Regions from separate parts of the Hordeum vulgare genome. Here region 2 is linked to region 1. Evidence: chromatin contacts called from public Hi-C data. All regions are on one chromosome and are shown on one strand. Each heading gives the region's core, a stretch centred on a gene start, on an enhancer-like site or on the middle of the called end of the contact. The rest is flanking DNA. Distances are from core to core; before and after follow the strand shown.

Region 1 (2,513 bases), core at 5-2,504:
TCTAAACGTTTTATACTAATTTACGAAGGAAGTATCTGATAAAATGCATTTGGCATACACTTGAGAGTGGGTAAAGTTTTAGTGGTAGTTGAAGGATTAAGCTTTAACCTCTTCTCCAAAAGAGGGTGTACTAAAGCACATCTCGTATCCAAAATGTACCATAAGGAACAAAATTAAGATGAAACCGGTCAGTTTGCAAAAGAGAAATGACAAGACCAAATTATGGTCCTAAAGCTAAAGGCGGTGTCTCCTGCCTTCGAGTGATAAGCTTCTCTAACAAAGTAGTGTATGACGACACCCTGCTCGCTGTTGGTGTGGACCAGACGGGATGGCGCAATAGCAACGCATCAAGGGCGAAGGTTGAAAGTCATAACGAAGTCGTTCACTTTCTAGGATTTGGTGGCCGATTTAGTGGAATTGTCCTTGCCCTCGACTGCCTGCTTGATGATGGCAGGCAGGACCTCCATGATCTTGTCGAACTCCTTGTTCTTGGCGACGAGTCCTGCCGGCGCCGTGGGATCCGCCTTGCACTCGTTGCAGCTCCACTTCCACTCCCAGTCCTTGGACTTCTCCACGTCTTCATCCACCACGATGAAGTCGAGCACGTCCGTGAGACCCGCGTCGACTCCCGTGGCGTTCCCGCCAGCGGCTGGCTTAAACTTATTCGTCGCCTCATCGAACCCCGACGCGCAGCTGTCCATGCACCGCCACTGCGTCTTGTTGTTGGGGAGTTTGTCCCGCTCCGCTTTGGCGGCGGTAGCAGCCTCGGTGGCCGCCTTAGAGGCGGCGGCGACGCCGGCCTGGGCCAGCGCGCGCGCGTCCGACGCGGAGCTGGACTTGAGGAGCTGCTCGCAGTAGCTCGGCTGCGGCGTCTTGGCGCAGGTCTCCTTGACGATGCTGCCACCATCGACGACCAAGGAAGCGGACGAGACGAGGAGGACGAACATGATGATGAGGGAGCTGCGAGGCGTCGCGATCGCCATTGTCGATTTACCGACAGACTCTCGTCACGGAACGCAACAAGTTGGACAACCAAACTTGCATGCATGCAAGAAGGATGGAGCCAAATTAATAAGCCTATATGCATGTTGCGTGCGCGTGTGACCGTTTCCTATGTGTGGTCGAGAGTTGTCTTCTCCATGTGGAAATCGACATGTTCGTCTTCATTTATGTGGCCACTGGCTTCCCTCGAAAGAACAAATGTGTGGCCACTCGCTTTCCTCAAAACAACAAATGTGTGGCCACTGGCCTTTCATGCATATGCCTTGTTTGGATACTCTAACCTGCTTAGAGTTAGAGGTTATAGTTAGTTCAGGTTAGTTCAAGGGTTAGAATCTAACTTTAACTCTAAAGGTGTTTGAATGAGAGGGTTAGATTGATAATAAATGTTCTTTCTCAATCATTTGGCTACTTTGGATCTCTCTTTTTTCCTGAACCCCACCTACTCTAACCCAAAAAAGCACCTCTTAGATGTGTTAGAGTTTTTGGGCGTGTTAGATGCATCTAACCAACTCTAACTCACATGTTTGGATCTTTAAGAGTTAGATGGCTTAAATCTAACCCACTCTAACTCTAACCCTAGGATCCAAACAGGGCCATTATTACTTTTGAGCAAAACTGGCCTCCTTTTGTTTTTCGAGAGGAAGAAAAATGAGTGATCTTTGACGCTTCAAACACCCGTTAAGAATTTTCAACAGCCGCACAAACACCGTATGCGTTAAAAATATTTTATAACATCAAAATAATGACTTTTAGCACATCGAAGAGTGCTGCCTCCAGCGACCAATGCAAAAAAATGCACGCGCGAGCCGCTGCACAAAACGCGGCGTGCGCCAACACAAACAACATATAACATTTCAAACAAAACCAATTAAAATCAAATACATAAAAAAATAATCAACAATAAATAGTTAAATTTTGGATAAATAGTTTATTTTTTAATACAATAAATAGCTCGACACTACAACATCAAACATACAAATCATCATTCGTTTTGTTGGCCATTTAATGTCCACCACTTCTCGATTAGATCCTTCTGAAGATCATTATGTTTTTGGACACGTCGAATGACATGATAGGAGGCAAAAAATGGGCCACCCTCGCGGCGCTCCGCCGTACTCGCACGGGATGTCCCAAGAGCTCATACTGAGAGTAGTCTAAATTTTGGCCACGCTAATTCTCGATGATCATGTTATGCATAATCACACAAACGTGCATGATGTATCAAAGGATCTTTTAATCCCAAAATCTAGTCGGTCCTCGGTCCTCTTACAATAGTAAATTGGGCTTGCAAAATCTCAAAAGCTCTCTCCACTTCTTTTCGAGCCATCGCTTGAGCATTGTGGAAATCTAGATTTTTCTTACCTTTCGTTTTTTTCAACGGCTCCATAAATACTTGCCACTTTGGATAGATGTCATCCGCAAGATAGTTGTCATAGTTGTATGTATGGACGTTTGCTACAAACTTCGTCGGTGTTAGTTCACCATACGCAATCTTATTCATGAGTTGTGAC
Region 2 (2,513 bases), core at 6-2,505, 610 kb after region 1:
CAACGATTTTGCAAAAAAAAGTTCTTCAAATGGGAAAAATGTTGAGATATTTTAAAAATAATACTAATCAAATTTGATTTTTTTATCACCATTTGATAAAGGTTCATTAATTTGTATAAAAAGTTCAGCGATTTTGAAAAATGTTCATTAAATTTGAAAAAAATTTAATTGGTTTTCAAAAAAAGTTCATCGAATATGAAAAAAGTTCATCGAAATTTTTAAAAAGTTCATCAAATTTGGAAAAAGTTCATCAATTGTTTTTTAAAAATTGATCGAATTTGAAACGAATTCATCAATTTCGAAAAAAGTTCATCAAATTTATAAAAAAGTTCATTGAATTTGAAAAGAGTTCATCGATTTCGAAAAAAGTTCATAGAATTTTTTAAAAAAGTTCATTGAATTTGGAAAGAGTTCATCGATTCTAAAAAAAAGTTCATAGGTTTAAAAAAAAGTTCATCAAAATTTGAGAAAAGTTCATTGATTTTTTTAAAAATCCACTGATTTTGAAAACAATTCATCAAATTTTGAAGCAGTTCATTAAATTTGAAAAAGTTTCATTAAATTGAAAAAAACTTTCACGAATTTGAAAACAAGTTCCACAAATTTAAGAAAAAAACAGAATTAAACCCCGCTGAAACAGAATAAAAATTTAGAAAACGCCAGTTTGGGAAACTATAAAACCTTCCGAAAACCAGGCTGATAAAACTGGATGCATATATACAGTAATAAAAAGGAAAAAGGAATATGGTGTACACATCGACCGCGATGGCCTAGTGGTCGCGTGTTTGAATCATAGCGTCGCATGATATTTTTGGAGTTCAAAAAAAAAAAACATGGGCTAACTGGGCCGACCCAAGCACGACGGAGGTGTGCCGTTAGCAAAAGCCTGCAGCGTCAAATAGGGTTTGCCCGCGTGTGGGCAGACAGGTTCCTCCTCTCGCCGCTTCCTGTCTCCCTTCCCTTGCACGGCTCGCCGCCTCCTGTCTCCCTCCCCTCCTCTCGCCGGCCTTCGCTCGCTCCTCCCCTCCGCTCGCCGGCCTCCGCTCGCCCCTCCACTCCTCTCGCCGGCCTCCGCTCGCCCCTCCCCTCCTCTCGACGCCCTCCGCTCGCTCCTCCCCTCCGCTCGCCCCTTCCCTCCTCTCGCCGGCCTCCGCTCGCCCCTCCCCTCCGCTCGCCGGCCTCCGCTCGCCCCTCCCCTCCTCTCGCCGGCCTCCGCTCGCCCCTTCCCTCCTCTCGCCGGGCGCCGCTCGCCCCTCCCCTCCTCTCGCCGGGCTCCGCTCGCCGGCCGCCCAGGCGCCCACAGCCGCCGTCGTCACTCCAGGTCCTCAGTGCGGCTGGCCTGCTGCGCCTCCCTCAACGCAGGACGGCCTCAAGGCTCAAGCCCTCAACTGCATCAGTCTCACCGGCTTCCCCAACCTCCTGTTGAACAAATCAGCAAGGTGAGATTTGTGTACAACTGATTTCCTGCTTCCTAGTAAATTGATGCCAAATCAGCACAGTAGCAGACTGATTTCCTGGACTAGATAGAACTATTTGTGTAGAACTGATTTGGTATGCTGCTGCTGGCAATGATGTTTTTATTGATGACTAGTACAAATGCCCGAATTTTTTTGCACTATGTGCCTTTACACGCCTTTTCTTATATTTAGTTTTGGCAAACTTACAAAATAAGATTACACTGAACTACGGCTTTTTGGGCCATATAATTTAGATGTGCATAAAACATTCTAATCGTTTGTTTGGACCTACTTTAGCTCGACACTTTCATCTGATCAAAGAGTTTGGGTGCATACAATACATGCTAGATGAACATGATTTTTATTTGTTTTGAAAGATGTTATTCTTTTGTAAATTTGAAGAATATTTTTTGGATTTTTCAAATGGATTTTTTTTGGAGATGAACATTATCTGGTTGGAAAATTGCACGATGCTTTTCTGTTCTTATATTTAGTTTGCAGATCCATCAATTATTAGAAAAATGAAATTATGTACTCCCTCCGTCCCAAAATAAGTGTTGCTGCTTTAGTATAAAATTTGTACCAACTTAGTACTAAATTTGCGTCACTTATTTTGGGACAGAGGGAGTATGATGCTACGCACGAGTAAAAGCAGCAGGCTGCTGGCGTAATTGTCCTGACATTGGAGAGTCGAGATCTAGGTCAAAATTACATTGTTATATTTTTCTACATCAAGTATACCAGCTGCTACCACACGCGAACATAGAGCATCAGTGCATCACTTCAGTTAGAGAGGCGAGATGAGCAGTACAACACTTCAGCTAGACAGGTGAGTTGAAACGTCATAAGTACCGAATTAACATATTATTTTACACAATTCATGTCAGCAATAGATCTAGCGCCAGAATAGGTGGATCTATAATCACTCTTGTCAAATATATAAATTCACTATGCAATGTTGATAGTAAAAACCAATATAAACCAATGTTGATAAATTCAACGCACATTTAGGGCCATCCTCATCCACAACTTATTGTTAAAGAGTACATATGTACA

What was found. A called contact is a pair of places that touch in the nucleus more often than the background predicts.
Region 2: a contact with region 1 is called in a Hi-C map of seedling, with 2.7 times the contacts expected there. The contact joins the promoter of LOC123426328 here to the promoter of LOC123430112 in region 1. A contact is called at or near these places in 2 of 6 Hi-C or Micro-C datasets (leaf and seedling).

Annotation. Positions count from the first base shown.
Region 1 is chr2H:374,516,073-374,518,585 of MorexV3_pseudomolecules_assembly, forward strand. LOC123430112 reads right to left here and starts at 1,255. Exons shown (of 1, transcript XM_045114019.1): 1 at 146-1,255. The coding sequence starts at 983. The coding sequence ends at 390.
Region 2 is chr2H:375,121,592-375,124,104 of MorexV3_pseudomolecules_assembly, forward strand. It overlaps LOC123426328, which reads left to right and starts at 1,256. Exons shown (of 3, transcript XR_006622160.1): 1 at 1,256-1,439; 2 at 2,080-2,286. It also overlaps the pseudogene LOC123427400.